Regions from separate parts of the Zea mays genome. Here regions 2, 3 and 4 are each linked to region 1. The links are chromatin contacts, called in public Hi-C maps. All regions are on one chromosome and are shown on one strand. Each heading gives the region's core, a stretch centred on a gene start, on an enhancer-like site or on the middle of the called end of the contact. The rest is flanking DNA. Distances are from core to core; before and after follow the strand shown.

The links. Hi-C and Micro-C count contacts between places; a contact is called where the count stands out from the background.
Region 2: a contact with region 1 is called in a Hi-C map of bundle sheath, with 2.9 times the contacts expected there. The contact joins the promoter of LOC100191951 here to the promoter of LOC100285965 in region 1. A contact is called at or near these places in 2 of 25 Hi-C or Micro-C datasets (bundle sheath and endosperm).
Region 3: a contact with region 1 is called in a Hi-C map of leaf mesophyll, with 3 times the contacts expected there. The contact joins the promoter of LOC103647803 here to the promoter of LOC100285965 in region 1. A contact is called at or near these places in 6 of 25 Hi-C or Micro-C datasets (bundle sheath, ear, endosperm and 3 more).
Region 4: a Hi-C map of tassel shows a contact between it and region 1, with 2.6 times the contacts expected there. The contact joins the promoter of LOC100281873 here to the promoter of LOC100285965 in region 1. A contact is called at or near these places in 3 of 25 Hi-C or Micro-C datasets (bundle sheath, ear and tassel).

The regions. Positions count from the first base shown.
Region 1 is chr2:215,622,216-215,625,810 of Zm-B73-REFERENCE-NAM-5.0, reverse strand. It overlaps LOC100285965, which reads right to left and starts at 2,034. Exons shown (of 2, transcript NM_001372348.1): 1 at 1,814-2,034; 2 at 960-1,628. The coding sequence starts at 2,000. The coding sequence ends at 1,177.
Region 2 is chr2:216,098,824-216,102,418 of Zm-B73-REFERENCE-NAM-5.0, reverse strand. It overlaps LOC100191951 (putative protein kinase superfamily protein), which reads left to right and starts at 1,874. Exons shown (of 9, transcript NM_001137375.1): 1 at 1,874-2,397; 2 at 3,003-3,287; 3 at 3,379-3,595. The coding sequence starts at 2,020.
Region 3 is chr2:215,943,506-215,947,100 of Zm-B73-REFERENCE-NAM-5.0, reverse strand. LOC103647803 (zinc finger protein 7) reads right to left here and starts at 1,651. Exons shown (of 1, transcript XM_008672311.4): 1 at 590-1,651. The coding sequence starts at 1,343. The coding sequence ends at 789.
Region 4 is chr2:215,350,847-215,354,441 of Zm-B73-REFERENCE-NAM-5.0, reverse strand. It overlaps LOC100281873 (exodeoxyribonuclease V), which reads right to left and starts at 1,853. Exons shown (of 2, transcript NM_001154793.2): 1 at 686-1,853; 2 at 59-560. The coding sequence starts at 1,684. The coding sequence ends at 477.

The DNA of each region.
Region 1 (3,595 bases), core at 785-3,284:
GCGCCGCGCTGCTCGGCTCCTTGTAACGTGTACTATGTGTGTCAGACTGGCCGCAACGGACGCGGCGCGACGCCCCCTCCCCTTGCCCTGTAGCTCGCATGGCGGCTACAGGGCGCCTCCCAACGCCTGACCCTAGTCAGCGCTCTACGAAGAGGTAACGTTCTCTCTCCCCCTCGTTCTGGCGTTCTCTCTCTCCCCCCTCTAAACACTGTTCACGTAGGCCCAATTCCATTTGTTAGTAGATAAAAAATTTATTGTAGATGAAAAGTATGTATAGAAAATGATATTTTATAGTGTAGTGGGATATAGGGGGACTATTTAGGGGGAACCGCTGCGGGAGATAAAAAAATAGGGGGTGAAATGTTGATGATGTGACCCAAAAAAATGATATAGGGGAAAAAATTTAGGGGGAACGCTTGCGAGCCTCAGTGTGTGTATCGAAAGCACAACAAAGCCACAAAGAAACGGGTGGTGGGTGGGATCCAGCGCGCGTTGCGATGTTGGGCCCGGCGAAGCGGACGGCCTGAAACCCAAGAACGATCGCGAGGAAAGCGACGGGAGGGAGCACCACCAGCAACGGGACGTTCGCCGCGGCACTGGCCGATCGCGACCCGTGCCGTGCGTGCGTTGGCGGCGGTGGAACCACCGGTGGTGAACGGGAAGCGCGGAAGAGAGGAGGGTGTGGGTTGCACCGTCCAGAAACTGGTTCCCCGCCTGCGAGACTGCTACTGCTGTGCGCCCCAGGACAGCAGTATATCCAGCCAGCACATGCTTGCCACAAACGGAGTGCTTCTATACTGCTCTGTGTTGAGGAGCAGGATAAGCTGCCCCGGCCGCTCCCGCTGTGATGACGATAAGATCGACGCATGCAGCGCCACTTCGCTTTACCCTTGGTCTACAATTTTATTCAGCGACGGACGGAGCGTCGCTTCTGCCAAGAAAAAGTTGGGAAGAAATGAAATAAACAGCTAGCTAACGGACGGCGGCTGGGAGAGCGCTGCTGCCGCCGGCACGCTCATGGTTTCTACGCGCGGCCCAAAAAGGAAGAAGGACAAGACGACGGCTACCTAGACAAACAAACGTTTTTTTCTCGCCGGGATCAAGCACACCACACCGCGCGCCGAGGGGCGCACGGCACGATCGGCCGCTGGCTTTTAGCCAAACCGTCGGCCATTCTCAGACAAAAAGGTTCAGCAGCTCGGGCTCCCTCCCTCCGCCTCCGCCTCCGCCGCCGCCGCTCATCGTCGTCACGGACTCCTCGGAGGTCATGGACGGCGTGCCGGGCCGCCGCCGCCGGCGCCGCTCCCCGGTCGCCGGGGGTGACCCGGGGCTGAGCCACAGCCCGAGGTCGCACGACGGCTCCGGCGGCGCCCCCACGCTCGCCGGCGCGCGCTTCGCCGTCGAGAACGTCGAGCACCCCACGGCCCGCCTCGCCGCCACAGCGGACGCGCCGCGGCGGGCCCCGTCGGAGTCGGACTCGGGCAGCGGGGCGATGGCGCCGCCCCGCAGCACCGTCTCCACCGCCGCCTGGCACAGGTGCCAGCTCCCCGCGCCGAGCAGCCCCACGGCGCCGCTCACCGGGTCGATCGTCCTCCCGGCCGCCTCGTACAGCAGCGACTGGAACACCGCTGCATCGTCGTCGCACCGCACGTACGAGCGAGCGAGCGAGCACATCACTCTCGTCAGTCAAGGATCTCGATCACACGTGATGCGTGGCCGTGGGCCGTGGGGTGGGTGGGTAAACACTCGACCGTACGGACACCCGCGAACCATGCAGCACCTGGATTTATTACCGCTGAGTCGAGAGGATTACCTGGGCGCTGCGGCTCGGGGACGGCGGTGAGCAAGGACATGAGGCCGGCGCGGCCGAAGAACTTGGCGACGAAGGCGGTGGCGTGGCCCTGGGCCTCGGCGCCGCCGTCGATCCACTGCAGGCTCGGCCGCAGCACGCACGCGTCGCTACACCCCTTGCGCAGCATGCGGCACCCGTTGCAGCTCATCCCCGGCCGGCGGCGCCACCACCCACGCTCATACAACGCCAGCCAGCACTGGAGTAGTGGAGCCCCGGGTATATATAAAGCACTGCGCAGCGCAAACAAGGGCTGGGGTCTTCCCTTCTCGGGTGGGTGACCACGAGCTAACCACGGGGTCGGGGTCGGGTCCGGTTAGGCGTGGTGGTGAGGTCGTGAGGACGGCTTACGTCTCAGCTCCGGGCTCCTGGGGCGCAGGTGCGGCTCCGTGTCTCCGCGTACGGTCGGGGGCGATCGCGCACCGCCGGATGGGGATCGGGCGGGCGCCTCGGGTGGTTGCCGGTGCGCCGCGCGCTCGCCCCGTCACTGCTTTCCGCGCCTATGAGGGTTTAGGGTACGTACGCCGACTGGTGGGCGGTAGTGAGCGATCGAGTGCTTCGCCTTTCCGACCACCGTTCCTCGCTTCCCTGGCACGAGGCTACGCGAAGCAGAAACTGAACGAACTTTTAAAAGGTTGGGAAAAAAACGTTACGCAACTCCACCTTTTCGATCTATATATAGGACGTGTTTGGCATGATTCTGCTCTACCCTAGAACAGTTCTACTCTAAAACTATGGGTAGAGTAGTTTTGCTCCAGAGTTTAGATTGTTTCTTAGTAGTGGCGAAATAACTCCAAACTATATGACTAGGTTGTTTTTTTAGAGTTTTTGGAGCAGCAAAAAAGGTACTCCAAAAAATTGTATTACAGCCCCAAAAACTTCATAGAGTTTATAACTCTAGAGTTAAGATGTTTTGCATGCTTTAGCTAGCTCTTTCTTGGAGTTTTGCTCTGAAACCATACCAAATAGGCCATAGTACCTATTTTGTTACACTCGAAACGGATATTTTGTTTTTAACCTGAAAGAATACGTACACTGGAGAGCTAGAAACAGACTGTACCTAATTTCCGTCCAATCACCGTATCTCCTGCATTGGTGTTTTCCACCTTTATGAGCCCGATGTGAGGGTATGCTTGTTTGGTAACTCGAATCAAATTTCATAGCAGACCTGAACCGTATAGTCTGGATTAACTGCAGATAGGCTCAAGTGGACGCAGTCACCCTAGAACAAGAATGTTTGCTTATTCATAAGGATGAGGCCATGAGTGTTCGCATACGTGTTGACGTTTTTGTTTTCTTTATTATGCAGCAGAGCAAGTTGACAAGGGCATCTTCGCTTTCCGTTTGGGCCTCACTAGTCACTAGTCAGTAGTCACTACGGCATGCTACGCCCACGCCCTGCCCTCCCTTGTCAGTTATCGCGGACCGGCATCCGTGCCCTGTTCCCTATGTCTCAGCAAAAGTCTCACAATTTTTTAATTTTTTTTACATTTAAAAAACATAGTTAGACATTCTAAAGTTGTATTTTATGTTTTAATCATATCTTGGCACCGTGATTTAGCTTCAAGGTAACATGTGTCGATGCTATGAGCAATAATGTTGAACTATATAAGGACATGTTCGTTGTGGTCTCAATCCATGTGGAATGGACGAGATTAGATGTCTTATGGAAATTAAACAAAGCATAACTTGTAAGGGCATACATATGTGGAACTATGTAAAACTCCACTCTAGTTCTAAAATGTC
Region 2 (3,595 bases), core at 625-3,124, 480 kb before region 1:
GCATGTATATGTTATGAATGGAATGGGTTGCACGTTTGCACAGAGATGTAGGGCGCGTTTGGTTCTCTTCTCAGGAGATGCAGCTGCATCTGTGCGTGCAAAAAACAGCGTTCGTTTGGTTGGCCGTATACATCGAGACAGGCCAGCACAAGACTTAAAGCAGTTCGGGCCTGGCTCGCATGAAACGCCTCGCGCGGGCGTTCGCGCGCGTGCAGGGCTAAGCGCGCGGCGGTTAATTCGTGCACGCAAATCGAGACACTTTTTTGTTTGTTTTCCGATTATATCTTTCAATTAAAAGATTTAATTACCGAACCGTTTTCAGATCTGTGTTCTACACATTTTTTGCGAACAAAACAAGACCAGTCATGCTATATATATTTCAAAAAAAACATAATTAAGATTAACATATAATTAGTGTCTATTAACATATAATTAGTGTCTATTAATACATTTTTTATTTATTTAATAATTTTTTAACTCAAGCAACAAGTATTCATACAACCAACCAAACAGCATCTCTCGTGAACCAGACTAAACGTATGCAGACAACCAAACACACTCTACCGTATACACTCAGTCAGGCCAGTTGTAGCCTGGCTGAGCTAGTGCAAGCCAGGCTCCCCTGAGAAGCGAACCAAACGCCCCCGTAGTAGTTCCCGACCTAACCTAACCTAACTAGTTGACGCATGCGGTGTTCTGGCCGAGAAGGACCGAGATCTCGTTGCGTTGACCAAGCTGATGGGCGTACTGGATTGTGGTTGTGGGGGTGTCGAATTTGCTCTTCAGTGCGCTAGTATAGTAGTAGTACTTCTTTTGGACGGGGGCAGTTGGGGAATTTGGCGATATGCCAATATGAACAGTTGGAACTATGGCAACTCAAGTCTCGGATTCCAATCGAGGAATTGCCGCCGGCGAGGCATTGTCTTGTCGCCGCCGCGTGCCCGCGTGGGTGGCAGTGGCACAGCCACTTGGGACAAAGCGTTGCGCGGTCTTTCCACACTGAACGCGCGCGCAGCTGTATCACAGTACCACCTGGAGGTACGCGGGTTCAGTGCAACGTCAGTTTGGCTGTCTCCTTGTTGGTTGCACAGTTGCACTGCACCGGAATGGCTGGAAAATCCTAGGGACCAACCTTTTCGGCTCGCCGAGCCCCCTCCGGCGTGGTGGCCCTCCCCTGCGCTGCGCAAAAGGCACTCGCGCTCATCAAAGGCGCAAACCGCAAAGGCACGCCCGCGGCCCGCGGCGTGGACCTTTTAAGCCCCGCGCTCGATTCCCCCGTCCCCACCCCACCTGCGACGGAACTGCGACTACGAGCTCACCCCACGCCCCTCCCCCCTGTCCCGTCGAGCTCCACAGTTGCTGCTGCTGCTGCCGCTTCTCCGGCCAATATCGGTGCCTAACCTTTTCAGTCCCGGCGGCGCGGCAGGGCGGGTTTCGCCGTTCTTGGCTGCCGCGCCGTCATTCTTGTTCTGGCGGTTTCGTGATCTGCCCCCGCGCAGCGTCTGCTCTGCGGTCGCGGAAACGCCGTGCCTTCTCCGCGCGTCCGCTCGATAACCCCTGCGTCTCCGCCCCGCCCCGCCCGACCACGCCTTGCGGAAGCGTCGCCGTCGTGGTCCGTCGACGGGAGCGCGCGGTCAGTGGAGCTGCGTCAACAGAGTCGCGCACTGCTTTGTTTTGGTGATGGCTCGCGTCGCGTCGCGTCGCGTCTTGATGGAATCATTAACTAGTCTTCCAGGTCAATCCCGTCGTGTTCTTGACTACTAGTGCCGTGTTCGACCCGTGACGCCTGTGGTTGGCGGGCGGAAGGGGTCAAGCTTTCCGATCTTCATTCTTTATTTACACCGCGGCAGCCGGCTCTCAGTCTCAGCCCAATGCTGGCGTGAGGGAGGGGGGTTTGGGAGCGGACAGGGGAGACGATTCTTGAAGAAGATCACGCGCTGATCTTGGCCCGTGTCCGTCCGTGCGCGACCTCGGCGTATGGTTGGTGGCGATTGGCAGTGCTGGTAGCGCGCCGCCGCCATGGGCTGCGTCGCGTCCAAGAACACCGTCTCGGTGACGCCGGCGGCCGACTCGTCCGGCGGGCTCAGGGATCGGAGCCATCCGCGCGCTCAGGAGTCTGCTGCTCCTGTGCCGTTGCCCGTGCCCGTGCCTTCCCTGCGTAGCTCGTCGTCCGCGGCGAGGAGGTCGGAGAAGGTCAAGGACGACGCGGAGGAGCCAGGGAAGGCCGTCGTAGCCGTGGCGGCGTCGTCCCGGAGCTTCCGCCTGCGGAGCCTGCGGAAGAGCCTTGAGGGTGAGCAGGTGGCTGCCGGGTGGCCGCCGTGGCTCAGCGCCGTCGCCGGGGAGGCCATCCAGGGGTGGATCCCGCTCAAGGCCGACTCCTTCGAGAAGCTGGAGAAGGTACTGTGGAGCTTTCGGTTTGCTAGGTGATTCATTTCGGTTGAAATTTCGTGACTGATTCAATTCAATAGCTCGTGGGTCATTTTCCATGACATTTTTTTTTTGCTTGCATGTGGAATTTTAGAAGGATGATAGTTGTTGGGACTGTAATTTGGTCTAACTGGTTGGTATCTTTCTGGTGTCCTTTGTCATGTGTTTCTTAGTAGTAAACTAGTAGTACTCTGTTGGGTGATAGATTGGTTGGGTGATGGATTATGACATGAAGAATAAACTACCATTAGCATAGCAGGCAATTGTTGTGAAAGTAAATGCGGTGAAAAGGAGGTGACTTGGGTGATCTAGTGTTTTCTTCTATGAGGCATCACATGTTTTAGCCGTCTCCATTGTTGGTATGATCTGCTGTACCTGTTAGGGAGTTTTACCTCCTACCGCTTCTTGTCTGTCATCATATTTCAATAGGAAAAGTAGATACTAAGTGGGAGGCAAAGTAGTCTTACTATTGTGCTAGTTTTATGTCTGCAACATGTGTAATGAAACACGTGCATTACTGCACATAAGTTTGCTGCATGACCCAGACTTGTTTCTTTGTTGCACTCTATCTGTAGGTTGGGCAAGGCACATACAGCAGTGTATTCAGGGCAAGAGACCTTGAGACTGGAAAGATCGTTGCCTTGAAGAAGGTTCGGTTCGACAATTTTGAGCCAGAGAGTGTTAGATTCATGGCAAGGGAGATACAAATATTGAGAAGACTTGATCATCCAAATGTCATGAAACTGGAAGGCTTGATTACTTCCCGGTTATCGTGCAGCCTTTATCTAGTATTTGAATACATGGAGCATGATCTTGCAGGACTTTGCTCCTCCCCGGACATCAAATTCACTGAAGCACAGGTTTGTTCAACTACATTTTGTTGCCTTCAGTTGAATTTTGAAGTTATGCAGTGTCGGCCTGACCTTTTCCTCTGATTGTCACCGACTGCAGCTCAAGTGCTACATGAACCAGTTACTGTCAGGACTGGAGCATTGCCATTCACGACATGTGGTTCATCGTGATATCAAGGGTGCTAATCTCCTTGTGAATAATGAAGGGGTTCTAAAGATAGCTGATTTTGGTCTTGCAAATTTCTTTGATCCCAGCAAAAACCATCCTCTGACCAGCCGTGTTGTTACTCTGTGGTACCGACCACCTGAACTGCTAC
Region 3 (3,595 bases), core at 402-2,901, 320 kb before region 1:
GTTTGACACAACTTCATGAGTGCAGTGACTTTTTTTTCCAGATACTCTTTTTTTTTTGCAAACAACTTCATGAATTAAGTTTCTTAAAGCATGCTCTCACAAAGAAATAAGGTAAGGTGAAGCTAAAAATAGCTTTTCGCAGATTCACCTCCACTTGTGGGGTTTGTGAGAACATGTTTTAAGAAAATCTATATAAAAAGTTGTTTTGCCCTTAGAAGCCGGGAATGTGGCCACGTTCCTCGTTCCGGGAACGTTCGTCCATCCTGGAAATATGGGAACAATCTCATTCCCATAATGCTAAAACCTTATTTTAGTAGCATACTGCGTCCCATGTTCCTGTCCGTCGATCCCATCGAGATCCGGGAACTTGGTTACTAAGGTTTTGCCAAACGGTTCACTAAAACAGTTTTATCTTCATCGAGAAAGTTGCTCATGAAGGTGAGCCCCCCCCCCCCCCCCCCCCCACCACCACCACCCCACACACACAAAAACAACTTTGCTAGTGAAGTTGAGCTGTGCCAAACAGGGCCTAAATTTTAGCCAGTTGTAGGTTTGCAGTTGTAGATTGGTTGAATTTACACTAACTTGATCCAGTACAACCAAATTCATATAGCCTGCTGCAAGTGACAGCAGAGAAAATAAAGTTCAGTTGATGCACAAGTGTGAGGGCGGATTCAAACTTTTCATCCTCACCATGCATTTTATACTTGTTCACCCAACAGAAATTATGAAAAGATTACACTTCTCAGAAAATGCTTGTATGTAATGACCTATCTGCTTATTACAATCTACAAGCGCAGGGTCAAGTCAATATTTTTTTGCTCTATTTGCTTCTTGGACTCCTCTGAACTTGCTGTGAAGCTCCCTGTCCATACTAACCCTCCAGGTTCTTCAATTGCAAAAGGCATCCAGCTGCTCATTGGGCCTCCGTCGAATCTTGCTACAACAGCAGCAGCAGCACTTTCACCATGATCCTTGAGGATCGTGGAGTGGGAGTTCACTCTCAAAGGTTGGAGAAAGGAATCAGATGGAGGATTAAGGCCCGTCATCATCTGAAACCTGTATGGCTTTCTTGCTGCACACCTCTCCCTCTTGTGCGCATTCTGGTGCCCACCGAGGGCCTGCGAACTGAAGAACTTTCTCATGCAGTAGTTACAGGAGAAAGTCCTATGTGGAGTGGCCACTGGTTTCACCTCTCGAGGGGGCTTGGCTTCTTCACTTTTCGGCGCATCAAGACCCAGCTTCAGCCATGGTACCGCGGTACTATCATCAGCTAGACCAGCTTCGTTAGCTTGGTCTGCTGCTGACTTGTGCTCTTCCACACCATCAGGTACTCTATCCATTGCTCTCTCTTTGGAAGTAGCAGAAGAGGGGGGGGGGGTGGTCTCTGAAGTTTGGGTTATCGTTCCTCACCCTGCTTTGCTGTTGCTATAAAAAGAAGCGCATCGCAAGGGTCTGCGGGCAGCAATAATCCAGCAGAAAAAAAGGGCAAGCCCTCGGTGAAGTGGACCAGGCGGATATGCTAGTTTTGCAGTAGTGGCAAACATGGTGGTTCTTGTTATTCTTCGAGATGATATACTTGTCATGCGAAGTGACAGGCTTCAACAAACTTCAGTTTCACGTCCAGCTGATTCCCTATCAGGTTCGCACCTGCTCTAGATAGCAGCGTTACGCATTTCTATCAGGCACAGTCCTGCAACCTCGTGCAGGGCCACGACGACTGGATAGAGTTTCGCTATTCTGTGTCTGCCCTGTCGTTTGGGGAGCTATACTGCTCAGTGCTCACGTTTGGTTTTAAAACAAAACGACTTCTATACTGCATGTGGACTTTATTCAGAAGAAACATCAAGTTTTAGGTGGACTGAAGCAAGTTCTTTCCAGGTGATCTGTTTGGCTGACCCATAGCGTAGCATGCTTTACTGAGAGAGAGAGGTGCTATGCGCTATCGGTGCTTTGCTAGTCATCTTTGAACTTATCGCAACTCTCACCCATGCTCTCTTTTTGTCTCTTGAGGCTCAGGCACGGACGCTTGGCATTATTCAACACTAAAAGCCTAGCTCTCAAGCTGCACCACCACGTGAGTGGATTTCAGGTGACATGCATGCAATGCAAGCAAGTGCCGTTGCCACTTGTTGCTAGCCAAAGCCTACATGCCATTAACATTGGACAGGCAGACACTCTGGGAGGTAAAGAACAGAAGCTTTCTGCTGAGAAGCAAGTGGGTGGGTGACGCACTCAAAGCGCAAATAATGATTATGTTTTTCTCTATGCAGGATACGGCGTCTCCTTTTAACTCGTAATCGTACCCTGGCAGCGGCCCAATCCGGACGAGAGGGCGTGGCCGTTTGCGAGGCTCGTCGTGCCAGGGCACAATTATATCTGCAGCTGTGTGGTTACTCATCCTCATCTTGTTACACTTACACAGTGGTACATTTTTTTATAAATATTGTCAATTATATCTGCAGCTGTAGTCGCCAGCTGCTGAGCATGGTTTTTTGTTCCATTCCATGTGTTCTTTCGTCCATCATCTTGGGTGGACGAAATGTCATCTCTGGCTGCGAACCGGCTCTGCGAGCGACCCGGTGCGGTGTGCTGTTCCAATGCAAGTTCCATGATTTCTATTCCGATGTGCTTTGTCACAGTCTCCCCCCATGCGTACCTTCCAGTTTATATGGTCGTGTTTTGCATATTTTCTGTTTATGAAGTGGAATTTCAATTTGAAATAAGAGACCGCTGGAGGTAGAACTGTCATTCACCAAATGCGTGATCAACTGATCATGCATGCAGCACCGGAGTCTGGAGCCACCAACAGCCACGTTGGAGATTGTTGCTGACCGGGTCCATTAGCCTCGTGGGCTTTAAAGGTGGTGAGTTGTAAAGCAGGCCGTCACTCTTCAAGCCCGCAGTGCCCTACCCGCTCTAAAGCATTGGGCCACGACTCCTTTTGGGCTGAAAGGCCGACTCGCACCGGGTGGGCTTTGCCCATCCAAAAATAACCATCCTAACTTGCCGCCCCACAGTGCTGGAAACCTCGCTTCAGCTTCGGCCAGGTGATGCCACTTCTACTTCTTCTTCTTCTTCGCTGATGTAAGTTGTAATTGTAACCATAGTGCTCTACTTTTTTAGCCAAATGAAATAAGTCTATCTACCAAAAGAATCAGGCCATTTATTATAACGTAATAACAGTAACGAGTAAAATCAACTTATAACTTAATTCTAGCACTATTTAGCCATCCAATGCAAAAGGAAGAAGAGAAAAAACACGTAGTAGCCTTCTCAAATCTCAACATCTGCAGGCAGGGCGCCGTGCCGAATCAACTGTGAACGCGTCGGAAGTCGACCAGACATTACATCTTGAATCATCGCGTACATACATTCTAAGCATTGGCTACATGGTTGTACCGGCGCTGCAAACCAATCGAGCGCTACGTGGATGGTGGAATTAATGCCCTTATTATTGTTCATGTATCACGGCATGAGTGCATGCATGAGGATCGATGCCACAGTCAGGAACACACCACTCCCCGCCTGCCTGCTACAGGCGACGACAGAGGCATGCACTAGGCGGTCAATATTGCTGTGTGCACACACAGAG
Region 4 (3,595 bases), core at 604-3,103, 270 kb after region 1:
GCAGTTGCAGGTCCCCCCAGCCAACCCGAGAACAGAATAGAGAATACGTAGCCTTTTTCTTGCTGGTCTCCACCACAAGATCGGAAAACCAAGTTGATTTCCTGACGTAGCGCGCGCACGTACACACTGCTGCGAGCCTGCGACTAGCAGAAGCACAGAGCCCAGCCCACGCGGGCACACGCGAATTCGAAGCTTTTTTTTCGAAGTTTCGCTGCAGACACACACACACCCAAAGTGGGTGGAAAGTGGAGGCGGAAGGGGAGCAAACGGAAGGTTTGGGTGGAAGAAATTACAAGGAGACTAGATACTTCTTCGATCGTCCGGACGACATCTCGCTTGAGGAAACTGTACACTCGCTGGCGGACGCAAACACGCTGTGCTTGGTATTTACACGCGCACGCCGGCCGGCCGGACGACCGGCGCCGGCTCGTCTCGCCGAAGAAGACAAGTGGGGGGGATGATTGGGAAGGAGGCCGTCACTCCGCCGCAACCACCGCCGCTGGTCGCGCGCGGAGGCTCGGGCTCCGCGGCTGCCGCAGCATCTCGACCAGCGACTCCGCCTGCGCAATCGGGGGAAAAAACGGAAGCGCATTAGTTTGCGAGTTAAGCTGAGACGGGCGAATTGATTGGATATTTCTGTTGAATGCGGGGAATAATGCGAGACGTGGCGTGTGTGTGTGTGTACCTTGGTTTTGAGCTTGGTGCGGGCGGAGGAGGACTGGGAGAGGGCGACGAGGGGCGGGATGGCGCCCTCGCGAGCGACCATGGTGCGGTAGACGGCGTTGTCCTCGCAGATCTGCAGGAGGCAGAGCGTGGCGATCTCCTTCTGCCGCGAGGTGCCGACCTCCACCATCTCGACCAGGACGGGGATGCCGCCTTCCTCCACGGCGGCGGCTCGGCCGTCCCCGGAGCCCAGGAGGGAGTGGAGGACGTACGCGGCCTTGTCCACCATGCCGGACTCCGGGTCGGCCATGAGGTCCAGCAGGGGCCGCACGGCCCCGGCCTCCACGGCGCGCTGCCGGTTCTCGCGCGCGCCGCTGCAGAGCGCGTACAGCGCCGTGGCGGCGTCCTTCTTCCCCCGCGCGCCGCCGGTCTCGAGGAGGGAGACCAGCAGCGGGAGGGCGCCCGCGCGGCCGATGGCCGCCGCGGAGGCGCCGTCGAGCTGGGACAGCCGGAGCAGCGCGCACGCCGCGTTCTCCCGCGCGGCGGGCGACGCGGCGGACTTGAGCGCGCGCACCAGCGGCCGTATCGCCCCCGCCTCGATGATGGCCGCCTTGTTCTCGTCGCAGAGGGAGAGGTTGAGCAGCGCCGTGACGCCGTGCTCCTGCAGCAGCGGGTCCGCGTGCGCCAGCAGCCTGACGAGCGGCCGGACGCCGCCCGCCGCCGCGATGCGGACCCGGTTGTCCGGGTTGTGCTTGGCCAGCAGCCGGAGCTCCATCGCCGCGCGGCGGAGCGAGTCCAGCGACGGCGACGGGCGCTCCAGCTCCGCCACGAGCGAGGAGATGGCGTCCTCCGACGCCTCGGACGCGCAGGAGAGCAGTAGGCGGTGGATGCCCGCGGCGGGCGTGAAGGAGAGGTCGTCGCTGCCGCACTCGCTGAAGGGCTCGGAGCAGGAGGAGTCCCCGCTGTCGCTGTAGCAGCTCGTGCTGCGCCGCCGCGGCGAGGTGGACGCGTCCGACTCCATCCCCTTCGGCAGCCTCGTATTGCGCGGCTGGTCTAAGAGCTGGAGCAAATGCCGGAAGGCGAGGCGAGGAGGAGGACGGCAGAGGAGCCCGAGTGGGGAATGGAATTCGGTTCTTTGCGTTTGGAATTGGATGGGGAGGCGGGCGAGCGAGCGGTGGCGACGCGACCAGCGAATGAAATAGGGATGGGTCGGGCGGGGTTAACCCTCTCGCGTTAACTAATCCACCCTTTAACTTTTTTGTCGGCTTCATCCTCTACCGGCAACTGCTGCCGTCAGATCCATATCGACCGGTGCTTGTCCGCCTCGTGACGAGTCCAATTGTGAGACACAGCGTGGGGCGCCCCGCGCCCGCCGTTGGATCGTGCCTCGGCAGGGGACCAGACCGCCCGACGTGACACGTGAGATGGACCCCGTCCGCGCGCGTGCGTACGGGCGAGGGGTGCACGTGAGGGCGGCAGGGCGCTTGCGGGTCGGGACAGGTCCACGTTGGCGTGCACCACGCTGGGCTGTCTCGGGTGGTGGGCTGGCAGCTGGCTACTGGCTTACATGGCGTTACGGCCTTACCCTTACGGGCCCGCATAGCAGTGAGTGACTCGCCTGAGGAATCCAACCTATCCTTTACAAGCCAGCATGGAGCGTTGTTGAAGCTCTGGTCTGGATTTGGCAAAGCATTGGCATTCCAAGCCGATAGATTACCTGAGATGCAGGGAGACTACAGTGTTAGCTAACTGACTCAACATTGTGTAGTTGGCTACTCCTCCTGTAGCACCAAATCGCTGCTTGGAGTTGGAGTTAAAACTGTTTTTTTTTCTTTACTAAGGGGAACTAATATCTTTTTTGTGCTGTACAAATTGCCGTAAAGTGTCAGGCTTGTGGGGGCACAAAGTGCCACGAGGGAAATGCGATTCTGATATATTACTGTACTTGCTCTCTACTGTACGTGCCCAGTAGACCAGTAGGCCATAGAATACGAAACTACCAACTGGCAGCAGAAGCATTCGCGGACTCGCGGTCGTCTGAAAATCCCACTTAGCCCAAGATCCTACGCGTGTTCGGTGTTCCGATTCCAAATTACTAACCAATGACCGAGAACACAGGGCCAAAAGTTCACGCAACCATTGGGGTCTTTTTTGCTCGAGAACAGTTCCGCTCGCCTCTACCCAAAAGGGATCCAGCCTCCTGCACGGGGAGAACGTCTGAAACGACCACGGGCCACGGCGACCACCAAGGCACCAACCATGGATGGGTGGAGGAGCCATGGAGAGCGAGAGCAAAAAGCGACTAAGCGAGTGAGCCTTTTGCTCGCGTCACTCTACAGCGAGGTGAAGAAAGTACACCGCGCTTGACCAATGACGAGAAGAAGGGAAACAACACCAACGCAACGCCAACCAACGCGGCTGTTGCTGCCGCACGTACTCACACCGGGCTCCTGCCTCTTTAAAATTGATTTGTGTATTTGACCTTGTGCGCTTCTGCCTCTGCGAGGTGGCTGCGTCACTTAGCACTAAACAGCGCGGCATCCTTCCTCTCGAGCCTTGACTCCGACTGACTCAATGGAAATGGAGTGAAGCGGTGCGTAATGACTTCTCAAAGGAGATAGCTCTTTGATTAATCATCGCCTGATTCCCATGGTTGCAGCTATTTCTCTCCCCCCCCCCCCCCTTTTTTACTGACTGACCAACTGTACTCTGTTTGACTTCGAAACCTCGCAGGTTATGTTAAATGACAAACAGATGTCTCTGGGTCTTGTCTCGCCATGGCGGCGCAGCACTCGCGTACACACAGGGGTGGTAATGTATCATGATTTAAATGTTTCTCTATAAATTGCTAGGGTTCTAAATTATGATCCAAATATATCATGATCCAAGTGTTTCTTTATTTCTATTGAATAGAAATAGAATTCAATCCTAA